Linked DNA regions of Sus scrofa: region 2 is linked to region 1. The links are chromatin contacts, called in public Hi-C maps. All regions are on one chromosome and are shown on one strand. The core of a region is the stretch at or near the end of the contact, and the rest is flanking DNA. Distances in the headings are between cores, read along the strand shown.

Region 1 (7,242 bases), core at 3,299-5,798:
ACTCCATTCCCCCAGCAGCAGGAGGCTGGCAGGAAAACATCTTTATCTGCATCATCATCGGTGTCTATAACCAGTTGTCAGCAAAACCTCAGTCCTGAAGGACAGCGACTTCAGGCTGAAGGACCTCAGACTGAAGGAGCCTTTAACAACCCCCAAACCTCGCCAAGATTCCTGGGCTCAGCTTCTCCTGCCACCAAAGTGTCCCCCAGAGCCGATCTCACACATTGCTGTCCCTCTGCTTCTTCCTTGGTGCTGTGAGCCATAGGAGGAGAGGAGGAGCAGGGGCCACAGACCCTTATGTTAGCTTTTTTTTTTTTTTTTTTTTTTTTCCGGTCTTTTGTCTTTTTAGGGCCACATCCACAGCATATGGAGATTCCCCGGCTAGGGGTCCAATCGGAGCTGTAGCCTCTGGCTTGTGTCAGAGCCACAGCAATGCCAGACCCGAGCCATGTCTGCGACCCACACCACAGCTCATGGCAATGCCGAATCCTTAACCCACTGAGCAAGGCCAGGGATTGAACCCGCACCCTCATGGTTCCTAGTTGGATTCTTTTCCACTGCACCAGGATGGGAGCTCCTTTTTTGGGTTTTGTTTTGTTTTTTGTTTTTTTGTTTTGTTTTATTTTGGTCTGCATGAGGCTTTTAAGAGAAATTATTTCCAATCATAAGCGACCATGCTTGGTGCTGCTGGTGTGCAGATGAACATTGCTGAAAAGCTCTTGGCCTGAGAATGCTGGTCGCCCCTTTTCTAACCAGTGCAATTTCCAGGAAATAAAATGAGTCACAGAAGAAAAGGATGAAGGGCTGGGGAGAACTTTCTCTTGGTGGTTACATTTCAACTCCCTGGTTGGTGAGAGGGCCCTAGGAGCCTGGGGGGAGACCAGACCTTGGTCCCCCCCAGCGGTACATGGCAGCTGGGGAGAAGCCATCATTAGGGCTGCAGATGGCTCAGGGCTGGGGCCACATTCAGGACACAGCTACCTGAGCTGTGCTGGGAGAGCAAAGATGAGGGGACTTCCTAACCTCTGTGCCACTAGGCTCAGCTTTAACACCTCCTATCTCCTTGTTATGGGCTGGATGGGGTCCCCCCCCCAAATTCTTATGCTGACCCCCAATCTTAGAATATGACCTCATTTGGAAATAGAGTTGTGACCGGTGTAATTGGTTGAGATGAGATGAGATTGTGCCAGAGCGAGGGGGGTCCCTAATCTATAATCTGACTGGTGTCCTGATAAAAGGGGGAATCTTGGAGACAGACATGCACATGCAGAGATCTCCTCGTGGCCTTGTAAGGGCTGGTGTCATGCTGCCCCAGGCCAGGGAGTGCCCAGAAGCTGGAAGAGGTGCCAGAAACAGATCCTGCCCTCAGAGGAAGCCTGGTCTCGAAACCCTGGGCTCTGGAACTGTTCGAAGATTGACTTCTGTTGACTGAGCCATTGCCCCGGAGCATGGCATGTGGCACCTTATCACCTCAGCCCCTCCCACTCGCACGCTCCCTTGGCCTCTGTCACCACAGTCATGAGGGCCCCTAAGCTCAGGTCCTGATCTGCTGAATTATTTACAGTAACTGCTTGGTTAAGAGAGGAGGTTAGTAAACAGTGGAAAAAACACGTATGTAGGTTAAACACTGTGCTTTAATTTAAGGCATGTTGGCCGTCACCTGTTCCACAGCTTCTGCTGCCTGGTCCTTTTCTACCCCCGGGGCTCGATGAACAGAACCTGTGGCATCGACCTCACACATCACCCTTCCCACCCATGGTTGCCGGGTCCAGTTGGATTCTTGAAAGTGACCCAAGAAACTAAGTGCAGAATCTTTTTGGATTTTCACAATCTTTTCCTTATCTCTTTTTTTTTTTTCTTTTTACTGCTGTACCTGCAGCATATGGAAGTTCCTAGGCCAGGAGTCAGATGAGAGCTGCAGCTACCAGCCTACACCACAGCCACAGTAGCACGGGATCCAAGCCGAATCTGTGACCTGCTGCAGCTTAAGGCAACACTGTATCCCTTAACCCACTGCGTGAGGCCAGGGATCGAACCCACATCCTCACAGAGACAACAACAGGTTTTTATCCACTGAGCCACAAAGGGAATTCCCCTTTCCTTATCTTCTATAGATGTCTCACCCTTACCTATTTCAACTGCAGGTTTTCTTAGTGACTTGCCTTGTTTGAAAAAATTTTAAAGCAGTCACTGCTATTTTTTTTTTTAAATACAAAACAACCTTTCTTTCTTTTTTGTGTTCATGTATCAATAGTTTGTGCAATCTTTAATAAACATGGAGAAGTGTAACTAACAAATACAACTGGCACAAACAGGTGAGAGGCTTCCAGACCTGATCTTTTCAAGTATACAGCTCAGTGTGGGCATCTTAGAGAGCAGCCTGCCAGCCTGAGCTTTGGGTGTGCTGCAGGTGTTGGTCAAAGTGATTTCATGGAGGGGAGGGGAGACCCTAGTTGATCAGGTAGGGGAGGTCGGCGAAGAGAGACTTAGTTCCTCCAGTTGGCCTTCTGCTCCCCCACCCCGAGCCTGGACTCAAGCCAACACCTCTGCCAGCATATCTTCTCCTTGTTGCCTGTTGCCCCTTCACCCTAAGGTTAGTCAGTGTAGCTGTCACTTCCTCCAGGAAGCCCACCAGGCCTCCCTCAGTCTAGTTTAACTGTGCCTCTGATGTGCTCGGTAGCGCCCCTACTCCCCAGTCGGGGGAGTGACATCCCTGGGTACCTGTCTTCTACCCAACCCTAAGCTTTGTGGGGATGAGCCCTTGCCTGTATCACACGGCAGCGGGTCCCTGGCACCGAGCACAATGTCTGGCACAGAGTACGTGCTCTGAAAATATCTGTGGAAGGGAGGGAGGAGGAGAGGAAGATCCTATAACTTGTTTCCCAGAAGTCTTCCCTCACTCCCTGGACTGTAGGACCAGGTACACCTCAGCAGGTAGAGGGGGCCGCACTGTCGTTGCAGTGACTTAGCAGTAACGGAGGGGATCGTGGAGATAGTGATGGTGTTGGCAACACGATGAGAAGACTCACGCCTCCCCGATGCTTATGCCTCCGTCCTGTGTTAGTGGGCTACTCAGCATAGAACTTCACATGCATTCTCCCACCTAATTTGTGCCAGCTCTGTGTCCCCCAGGCTCCCTGGCTTGACGCTCTGTGTGGCCTCAGAAGGCACCACGTTGGTCTGTTTCTCTTCATCCTGGGCTCTGTGTTCCCTGTTCTCACCTGTCAGGATCCCACCCCTCCACCCACCTGTCCTGGGCTCCAGCTCTTGCTCGGGTTTCTAGTTCGTTCAGCTCCTTCCCTCCTCCCAGCTCCCCAGACTGGAATCGTGGCACTGAGCAGCATGGGGCCCAGAAAGTGGCTGAGGGCCAGCTATATTCACTCTCTGGGACTGCCTTGCAAAGTGCCACAAACAGGCTGCTTAAAAGAACAAAAATGGGAGTTTCTGTTGTGGCTCAGAGGTAACGAACCCACCTAGTGTCCATGAGGATGCAGGTTCCAGTCCTGGCCCCACTCAGTGGGTTAAGGATCCAGCATTGCCTTGAGCTGCAATGTAGGTTGCAGATGTGGCTCAAATCCTGAGTTGCTGTGGCTGTGGCATAGGCCTGCAGCTGTACCTCCGATTAAACCCCCTAGCCTGGGAACTTCTGTGTGCCGGGGATGCAGCCCTAAAAGAAAGAAAGAGGGGGGGGGGAGGGGGAGAGAGAGAGAGAGAGAAAGAAAGAAACAAACAAACAAACAAATACACACTACCACCACAACAAAAATGCATCCCTGCGAAGTTCTGGAGACCAGGAGTCAAGGTGTCAGCAGGGCCATGCGCCCTCTGAAGCCTCTAGGGAGGGATCATCTTTTGCCTCTTCGAGCATCTGCTGGCAGTTCTTGGCATCCATGAGTTTTGGCTGCGCTACTCCAGTCCCTGCCTCCATCATCATGTGGCCTCTTCTCTGTGTTCAACTGGGCGTCTCCGGTCTCTCTCCTTATGAAATCCAGCCTTTGGACCTAGGGCCCACCCTTATCCATTATGACTTCATTCTAACTGATGACATCGGCAAAGACTGTATTTCCAAATAGGGCCACATCCGCAGGGGCCGGGATTAGGACATCAGCATGTATCCTGTGGGAAACACGATTCAGCCTGCAACACCAGCATTGTTAAGTGTGTTCATTCTTGCTTCCTGGGCCTGTCATGTAAGGGGATGAAATACGGGGTTTGAGAATGCATTTCTACATGTGTGTCCAGGTACCTAACACAGACCCCTGGGCCACATTCATGTAGCACTCTTCTCACCCACCACTGCTGCAAATGTGATTTTCTTTGCTCTAACTTTTGAAGTTGGTCACTTGTTTTTCAAGTCCTTAAGTGAGTATCTTGGCTATCATGGAATATTCCACCTGGAAGAGATCAAAACGTCATACAGCCAACAGAGGCTCCCCAGGGTTCTGGAACTAGAACAAGAGGCCAGTTTTTGGCATAAAAGAGAGCATTGAAGGATCCTGGATGGTGTTAGACGTTGTCTGGTGGAACAGTGTCAGCACGGGGCTGAAGGGTTGGAAGCAGATGCAGGGAAAGGGCTCCATGGTCCCGTATCAGCCGTGAGCCCCCTTGGGCACCTTCACGCTCTTACAAGCACTCTGGTATCTCACGGGCCAAGGGTGCCTTTGGAAGCTACGTGGCCTGAAGCTGTTAAGCTCCCTCATACCAGAAACACTTTCCTAAGCCTGGAAATGAAGCTCCAGAAAGAAAAAGACCCTGTTCCAAGAGCAGAGCCTGCTCAGCCCTTCTCGGAAAACACTGTGCATCAAGAGAGAGCCCTGCCCGCCTGAGCTGCAGCCCTAGGGAGCTCTTCCTCCTGCTGTTTTTTTCCCTTCTGGCAGATGTTTGTATGGAAATGTGATCTTTAATTCCTTAAAGACCCATCTCCCTGGAGTTAATTCCTCTTTTGAAGTCCTAATCTTTTGTGTAATGCTTTCTGGTCATCTTGACTCCTAGTGAAGTGTTATATGTTACAGATGGGGAATTCTGCGGGCTTTCTGCATGACATTTGGGCACAGAAGACGATAACTATAGCGGCGGAGGGAAAAACATGGTGAATTTCCAAAGCCCACTGGAAATGGAGTTTGGCCGTCCTAACGTCATTCCTGACAACGAGCATCTGATTTCATTCTTCCACAAATATACTCAAAGGAGGCACACAAATCTGATTTTCTTCTTGAGCATCTCAGTTATGATGGATGTTCCCCTGATGCTTGGGAAGAACAAAGCTGCAAATTCATGTGAACCCCTCTGGCTTCTGGACACAGCAGTTGGTCCCGCTGGACCCATCTTGAGATTCTCGCTCTTTGAAGGCGCTAGTGCAGGAAACAGTCACAAACTTGACACTTGTTGATACATGTCTGCTCCTGCTAAGAATTCAAGTCCCACCCAACTCCAAAGCTGTTTCAGGAAACATGTAGGATGTATTCTTGGGAGCTCCATTGGCTCCTTTCAGCTCCCCAGGGCATGGACAGCCGCAGACCTGTTGCAGAGCTGCTGTGCAGGTCTCTGCAAGGATTCCTCCTCTGGCCCCTGCAGAGAGTGGGAGTCTGGGCGTGGTTGGACCCAAGAAGGAAAGAAAAGTGCCCCAAGTGCGGTCTTCCTTCCTCCCCTCCTCCGCCCTTCCTCCCCTCCTCCGCCCCCTCTCCCCCAGCTGCTTGAGAATGGCCAACCAAAGGATCAACCCTCCTGGAATCCTTGGCAACCGTCCACCTTGTAGTTGCTCCGTTTGAGTAAGGCTTTTTTTTTTCCTGAATGAGACCCATGCTCCCAGCCTCTCCTTCACCTCAAAGGTGAGGACCACACAGCGTGAGCACCCGATTCAAGTCACGTGCCCTTCGCCAATGGGCACATTGTGGTTGAAATTTTGGAAAGAAAGCTTACATATTACATGCATTTATATCCTGTCCTTCCCTTAGTCTATTAAAAATGTCCAGGGAGGGAGTTCCCATCGTGGCTCAGTGGTTAACGAATCCGACTAGGAACCATGTGGTTGCGGGTTCGATCCCTGGCCTCACTCAGTGGGTTAAGGACAAGGATCCGGGCATTGCCAGGAGCTGCGGTGTAGGTCGCAGACGCGGCTCGGATCCAGTGTTGCTGTGGCTGTGGCGTAGGCTGGTGGCTACAGCTCCGATTGGACCCCTAGCCTAGGAACTTCCATGTTGCCGCGGGAAGCAACCCTAGAAAAGGCAAAAAGAGAAAAGAAAAAAAAAATGTCCAGGGAGTTCTCATTGTGGCTCAGCAGGTTACAAACCCAACTAGTATCCATGAGGACTCGGGTTCAATCCCTGACCTTGCTCAGTGGGTTAAGGATCCGGCATCACCTGTGGTGTAGGTTGCAGATGCGGCTCAGATCTGCTATTGCTGTGGCTGTGGCGTGGGCCTGCAGCTGTAGCTCCGATCCGACCCCTAGCTTGGGAACCTCCATATGCCGCAGGTGCACCCATTGAAAAAAAAAAAAAATTCCTCAGACCATCACACCTGCTCCTGCATCACCTTTGTCACTTGACTCACTCATGCCTCACCCATCAAAGCATTTAGAATCTGGTACCTAATTAACAATAGGTGTGAGCTATTGTCATGTGTGCCTAAGTAAATTTACTTGGCACTACAGTGGCAGCTCTGCTCTTGTCTCTGTGAGAGCTGGTGTCCAGCTGGGTGGTGTGTCCAAAGTGTATTTAATGCTTGGCCCTTTGCCCTTCAGGCCTGGGAGGCCTCCCCTGGACATGGTGCTTCTGTCCTTGGAGCTGTGACCAGGGTCTGGGTCTGTGATACCTGATGATAAACATCTCCCTGGAGAGAGGAGAGACATACGTCTGTGTGCATGTCACACCTCATGACAGGCCACATGTGCCATCCTTCAGCTGTCCTTGCAGGCCTCTTAGCAGGCCTGTGCATTTTATATTTTTTGTCTTTTGTCTTTTTAGAGCCACACTCATGGCACCCTGGAGGTTCCCAGGCTAGGGGTCGAATTGGAGCTGTAGCTGCTGGCCTACACCACAGCCACAGCAAGGCCTGTGTATTTGAGCACAGAGGTCTGAAGAGGTTCTGAATCCACCAACTCTGGTGAGAAAGCTTACCTCAACCCCAGAAGGCAGTTCCCAGTAAAGATCATGACTATTTAGTGAGTGCATATTACTTGGCTGAAACTGTTCTGAAAGCTCTCCCATAAGGGGATTCATTTACTCTACAGCATTCAATAAGATA
Region 2 (7,242 bases), core at 1,539-4,038, 110 kb after region 1:
AATGCATTTTTTTTTTAGGGCCACACCTGTGGCATATGGAAGTTTCCAGGCTAGGGGTTTGAATCAGAACTGCGAGAGCTGCAGCCGCCAGCCTACACCACAGCCACAGCAACACAGGATCTGAGCCACCTTTGAAACCTATACCACAGCTTTTGGCAACGCCAGATCCTTAACTCACTGAGCGAGGCCAGGGATCGAACCCCACATCCTCATGGATCCTATTTGGGTTCATTTCCGCTGAGCCACAACAGGAACTCCCAATGAGTGAATTTAGATATAAGGTATACAGGAGTTCATTGTGATATTCTGGCAACTTTTCTATAGGTTTCAATTTTTTTTCCAAAATAAAAATTTCATTAGAAAAAATCTCTCATACATACCAAAATATTTATGAATGAAAGGCTAAGGTGCCACAGATACAGCACTGGGTGGAGCCTTAGGTTGAAAACTGTTGCACCTGGGTGGTAAGTCTAAGTGCTTCATGATACTATTCTGTCTACTTTTATGTCTGTTTAGAAATTTCCATAATAAAAGGTTTTTATTAAATTCTTGCACAAAAGGTAACACTGCCAATCACGGCTATTTTCACATTTTCCCATTCATTGGAAAGTTGATTTGGAGCTACTTGGGGCTTAGAAATCAGTGGGGTTTTATACGGCCTATGGGTTTCCTACCCCCAAATACCGTGGCCTCTAGCCTTTCCCCATCATTCTCTCCTTCTAAAAGAAGGCATCGGAAAACATAACACCCAAACGATCACATGCCCTCCCCTCCTCTTTCCATGTTATGACGCAACAATGTAGGCGGGTTGGGCCTCTTCACTACTGACCATTCCCTTAGGCGGCAAACAGCAAAGGGTCATCAGCATGAACGGAGGCAGTGAAGAGAGCATCTTCACTTTTAGGGCACTTTTTTTTTTGGCCACATTCACAACATATGGAAGTTCCCGGCCCCAGGAATCAAACCCTGACTGCTGCAAAGACGACATCAGCTCCTTAAGCTGATGAGCCACATCGGGAACTCCCTAGGGAACTTTATTATATGACGTCGTAACCAATATACATTCCATATACGTACTGAATTCTCTACTACTTACACATGTAGATGTAGTACACAACAACCTGACATCCATATCTGAAGTCCACTGGCTAATCAATTCTGTCCACAACTCCACCCCCGATAGCCCTCACTGTTGTCATCACACATAACAGGCTAGCATGGCAGCTGGCCCAAGGCAGGAGGACTGGCAGGAGGAAGCCTGGGAGCTGGGGCTGGGGGCCTTGGGAAGGGCAGGACCACACAGGAGATCCTGAAGCTTAGGAAGGTTCTCCACTCCAGCCCGCCCTACTCCTAGAGCCTCGCCAACAGTCCAGGCACACACACAACGGAGTCTCCCTGGCCCGATGGCCAATGGACTCAGAGGCACAGGCTGGGGGCATGGAAGGCGGTTGTCAGGGAAGGTTCTGGGGCTGCACAGCAATACAAAGGTCCAAGGTCGTAGGTGGAGGACAGGAGAACCCTCAGGGCTTTTGTGTCTGCCTGCAGCAGAAAGAAGGCTTTATAGGATGTAGGACGCTTCCCCAGCCACAGGCAAGGACTGTTAGATTCCTTCAAACAGAGGACCCCCTGAGGCTGAAGGGACACCCAGGTGTGAGACGCGCACCCCCACCCTTTCCCATCAAACTTGGCTTTGAGCAACACCTGATTACATCAGGCATGAATGGGTTTTAATGCCTCTCTTTAACACCTGCTAATCTTTTAAACAAGAGAATGAGTCCTGACTGTTTTTTTTCTCCTTCAAGTAGCAGCCTGTAATAAAAGCAAAAAAGGAGCTTGGATGAAAGCCCAGGAATATCTGAAACAAAAAGTCCTAAATCCATGTATCAAAGCATCTCTGCTGGTCTTCTCTCTACGAGACCAAGCTTCTTCACAGCTATTGCCCAGGAGGTAAGAAGTCAAACAACGAGGCACCCAGGTCAGAACTAGCACAGCAGGGGACAGGGACCCGCCAGAGGGTCCAGCCCTGTTGATGTTTCATCGAGGGAAAGTGAGGAGCAGAGTGGGGAACCTGCCCACGGTCACTGTGCTGTGTGGCCCAGGACCATGCATGACACAGATCCCTGGGCTCATGGGCTGGTGCCTTTTCCATCATGGGAAATCTTAAAAACCCCATAAACTGTACATATTATTTTTTAAACTTTAGGTCATTTTCATTTTTCCCATTTTCATTCTTCATCAGTATTGCACAACACTTAGTGACGTTTTGGGCATCAATGGCTGAAATCTAGCACGGGTTGTTTTCCCCTTAGGAATAAAATATTTCAAAAAAAAAAAAAGAGAGTAAATTTTAGAATAAGACACAAAATAGGGACATACAAGAGTTTACAATAAATTCCTCTGTCAACTCTCAAGTGAGAATCGTCAACAGATGGTTCATCATCAAAGTTTAAAATTAGGTTAAATCTATTTTAGAGTTTTGTGGAGTTTTTGGGTTTTTTTTTTTTTTTTTTTCAACTTACCTACAGATCTTTGCAGGTGAAGTTTTCTGTATGAAAATAAAGAGACATAATTAGTCCTTAAAAACCCTTTTTTTTTCCCTTTAAAAGAAAACAGTTATATCAAGAGGCATATAAATTATGAGTGAGTTCATCGGGGGCTTAACAACTTGCTGCACTTCACTATTTATTGAGGCTTTTTCTGCTTGGACCGAATGAAGGATGACTCAGAGGTTCGAGGCTGAGTCACTTCGGCAAAGTGCTCTGGCTGTGTAGTTTTACCACCCTCACCATTAGAATTATGTTTACCCACAGAAAAGCAAAATGATGCCAGGCCCAAGCCTTCAAATACCTGACACACCAGGAAAGTGAAAGCGAGAGGGAGAAATTGATGTACCCTCTGTAGCAAAAGAAATTAAGCTCTTGTTCAACCTCTATTCCAGTCTGTCTCTTTAAATTTTCCTTTCATTAATCCAGCTCTGACTCTGAGCAGTGCTATAAATTCTCTGGTATGATGTGTAAATTAGGAAACAGAAAAAAGGAGAAGGGACATTGGACTCCGCCCTTGGAGAGAAGGAAAAAAGGGAAGATTGGGGAAATCTGAACTTAGCATATAACACTCCCTGAAATGAAGAAATTCTAGTGTAGACTCTACCTTTTTCTTTTTTTTTTTTAATGGCTGCACCCATGGTATATTAAGTTCCTGTGCCAGGGATTGAATCTGAGTCACAGCTGTGACCGACGTGGCAGCTGCATTGGTCAGATCCTTTAACTCACTGCACCAAGCCAGGGACTGAACTCGAGCCTCCACAACAGGAGCAGCTGCAACCAGATTCTTAACCCATGGCACGACGGTGGGAACTCCTGGGCTCTACCTTTTTATTAGTTAAAGAGAATTAGTCCTTGGCACTTGGGAAGAAAGTTCTAGCAGGGAGAAGCATAGATTTTCCTATATTTGATAGGGAAGATGGTCAGGAATGACAACAGATTAATTCTAGATATTACAGAAGGATTATTTTGCTAATTGAGGACAAATTACAATGTTTTTTTACTCCAGCGTGAAGCATAAACATACTTTTTAAAAATGAAGCACTCAGGAGTTCCCGTTGTGGCTCAGAAGTAACAAACCTGACTGGTATCCATGAGGATGTGGTTTCAATCCCTGACCTCACTCAGTGGGTTAAGGACCCAGTATTGCCCTGAGCTGTGGTGTAGGTCGCAGATGCAGCTCCGATCTGATGTTGCTGTGGCTGTGGTGTAGGCCTGTAGTTTCAGTTCTGATTCAAACCCCTAGTCTATAAACTTCCATGTGCCACGGGTGCAGGCCCTAAAAAGCAAAAAAAAAAAAAAAAGTGAAGAACTCAAAAGGTACCAACTTTCAGTTACAAAGTAAGCAGGAGTTCTCGTTGTGGCTCAGTGGCAACAACTCTGACTAGTATCCATGAGGACACAGGTTCGATTCCTGACCTCGCTCAGTGCGTTAAAGAATCCAGTGTTGCCACAGTTGCAGCCCAGATTCAATCCCTGGCCCAGGAACTTCCATATGCCAAGGGTACAGCCATAGAATTAAGGAAAAAAAACCCACTTGCACATACCTGAAATTAATACAATGTTATATGTCAGTTGTATCTCAATTTTTTTTAAAAGTATAGCGCTGGCAAGAGAAATGTGTTTTGCTGTGAAGGCTGTCTTAAGTGTCCATGTGTGATGAACAACCCAGATGGCATTGTTTTTGTTTGTTTTTTGTTTTTTGTCTTTTTGCCTTTTCTAGGGCCGCACCCGTGGCATATGGAGGTTCCCAGGCTAGGGGTCCAACTGGAGCTGTAGCCACCGGCCTACACCACGGAAACAGCAACGTGGGATCCGAGCAGCATCTGCAACCTACACCACAGCTCACGGCAACGCTGGATCTTTAACCCACTGAGCAAGGGCAGGGACCGAACCCGCAACCTCATGGTTCCTAGTCGGATTCGTTAACCACTGAGCCACGACGGGAACTCCCCAGATGGCATTGTTTCAATGAACACATGATGTCTGTGTACAAAGCATTGGCTCCCATCTTTAGATCCTTTGTTATCTCTTATGTTTTTGCTCTTCTTGGTGGAACCCGCCTCAGCAGAGTCCAAAGGCAAAGCCAACCTTGACTCCACTGCCCCCCAGTGGGGACCCTTATCCCTTCCGTACAGAAAGAATGACACACACAGAGATGACCCAGCTCCCACCTGGAACACTGCGCCCAACGTGGGAAAATACGGTACTAGAAGATTCTGAGCTAAACAGAAACAACATCTCCACGGTCTGGAGGAAGAAGAGCAGAGGACGGGAACGACAGGGCTGCTCCAACTCTTCCCCGGGTAACAAACATTCACCAGCAGCTCTTGGGGGCCGTTAGGGGGTTGACAACCAATCCAGGGCCTGGAGGAGTTCACCCACCCCACAGAGGACAGCACCCTTTTTCTTTTAACCTCCGCTGACTAAAGGAGCCCAGAACTTGAGATAGGCAGAGCAAAAACAAGCAATAAATTCTTTACTGAGCTCCAGTCGCCCAAGCTCCAAAACAACCCAGAAGTGCATGTCAGGGATCCTCCTCCACAGGCCCCTGGTCCCCGAATCACTGGACATCTCATCTCTGGAAGGGTCAGTGCAACTCCTCAGAAGTCATAATAGGGAGTTCCCATCGTGGCGAAGCGGAAACGAATCCGACTGGGAACCACGAGGTTGCAGGTTCGATCCCCGACCTCGTTCAGTGGGTTAAGGATCTGGCATTGCATGAGCTGTGGTGTAGGTTGCAGGCACGTCTCGGATCTGGCGTTGCTGTGGCTGTGGTGTAGGCCGGCGGCTACAGCTCCGATTGGACCTCTAGCCTGGGAACCTCCATATGCCATAGTGCAGCCCTAAAAAAAAAAAAAAAAAAAAAGGAAGAAAAAAAAGAAGTCATAATAAATAGCTAACCCACCCTCAGGGCTTCTGGGCACCATCCTAAGCACTCGACACACATCAACTCATGTCATTATGGGTTATTGAACAGGCTTGGGTTGTGTGCAACAGATGGGAATGCTGAGGAATAGAGAAATTAAGGAACTTGCCCAAGGTCACAGGGTTTCAGCCCAAGCCATCGAGTCCAGACCTTAAACCTTTTAGGCCCTATTCTGCCACAGCCTGCCTGCCTGTCCTGCAGAGACACCCACCAATGCTTTTGGGCCACTAGCCTTCGTTTGCTGCTTCCTCTCTGCCTGGAGTAACCTCTCTCCCTGACCACCCAGAAAATTCCTACCCATTAGCGTGACTGGGCTCAAATCTAGCCCCTGGCCCTTCTAAGCAGACTTACCAGTGGTCAACCCCCCAGTCCACCCACAGGCCTGCTCCAGCCCATAGGACATCCTACATGTCAACAGAACATGTTGACACGTCGGTTCCTCCCTTCAACCTGAGTTCTGGGAGGGTGACAGCTGTGTCTGTCCATGGCTGTAGCTGGTGGTCTAGCAAGATATTTGATCTATAGCACTGACTTCGTAAATGTTGAACGGAAGAACAAATGAATAGCAGTATTCTAATGTTAAACTGCGACAAGTATATCTGCAAGGTAGCATGACTGATTCTATAAGTCACACACTATTATCTCATCAAACTGTGTGTGCATGTGTGCATACATATGTGTGTGTGTGAACGTACACAAAGAACCAGTTATGGGGGGTGACAGTGAACCACAGCTCCAGAGAGAGCTTATTCTTTTAATCTGGGAACAAGGTCATGAGCAGGTCAAGGCCATTCTAGGGAAATGGGACACACAACGGACACAAGAGCCCTCGTCCTGAGTCACAGGTAAAGCCTGAGAGGTGGCATCCGAACATGTTCCTCATGACACCTGGTCACTTAGTCAAGGCTCCAGGCTGAATGATCAGGAATGTAAATGTATGAAGAATATGTCATGGCAATCTTCAGCACAGAGCCGATTTTAACTCCAAACTACCGGAAATCACCTATAAATCTACGAACAGGGACCACCCAACACATCATGGAGAAAAAGGAGGCCACACGTAGGGATTCTGACAAATTGATTGAGGGAAAAACAGGATGTACGGTAGGTAGTATTTCTGTAAATATTCTATACATGTCTGAAAGAACAGAGTTGTTTCTTCTAGGAAGGAAGATCACATTAATGTCTGGAATTTTTTTCCTCCGCTTTTTCTTTTTTTTTTTTTTGTCTTTTCAGGCCTGCACCCACGGCATATGGAGGTTCCCAGGCTAGGGGTCGAATCGGAGCTACAGCTGCCAGCCTACACCACAGCCACGGCAATGCCAGATTTGAGCCGCATCTGTGACTATCTGTGACCTCCACCACAGCTCACGGCAATGCCAGATCCTTAACCCACTGAGCAAGGTCAGGGATCGAACCTGCAACCTCATGGTTCCTAGTCGGTTTTGTTTCCACTGCACCATGATGGGAATTCCTGCATTTTCTTATAAAAATTAAAAAAAAAACAATTTTTTTTTTTTAATTTTATGGCTGCACCCATGGCATATGGGAGCTCCCAGGCTAGGGACTGAATCTGAGCAGCAGTTGCTACCTACACTACAGTTGCAGTAACACTGGATCCTTTAACACACTACACCGAGCCAGGGATAAAACCCAAGCTTCTGCAATGACCTGAGCTGCTGCATTCGTGCTCTCAACCCATGCACCACAGTGAGAACTCCTCCACTTCACCGTCTACAAGTTATTACATCTTATTACATTCATAAAGGA

The links. Hi-C and Micro-C count contacts between places; a contact is called where the count stands out from the background.
Region 2: a contact with region 1 is called in a Hi-C map of skeletal muscle, with 3 times the contacts expected there. The contact joins two enhancer-like sites. A contact is called at or near these places in 3 of 47 Hi-C or Micro-C datasets (embryonic fibroblasts, liver and skeletal muscle).

What each region holds. Positions count from the first base shown.
Region 1 is chr6:108,178,598-108,185,839 of Sscrofa11.1, forward strand. All of the region lies in intron 3 of CABLES1 (CDK5 and ABL1 enzyme substrate 1), which reads left to right. Among named protein-coding and RNA genes, the nearest start is that of CABLES1, 66 kb to the left of the region's middle. Within about 2 kb of position 4,549, at least 10 of the 83 cell types and tissues checked have an H3K27ac peak or open chromatin away from gene starts, as enhancers often do. A contact at or near this core is called in skeletal muscle, where this site is marked.
Region 2 is chr6:108,285,608-108,292,849 of Sscrofa11.1, forward strand. It overlaps TMEM241 (transmembrane protein 241), which reads right to left. Exons shown (of 16, transcript XR_002345438.1): 6 at 2,520-2,545. Among named protein-coding and RNA genes, the nearest start is that of TMEM241, 41 kb to the right of the region's middle. Within about 2 kb of position 2,789, at least 19 of the 83 cell types and tissues checked have an H3K27ac peak or open chromatin away from gene starts, as enhancers often do. A contact at or near this core is called in skeletal muscle, where this site is marked.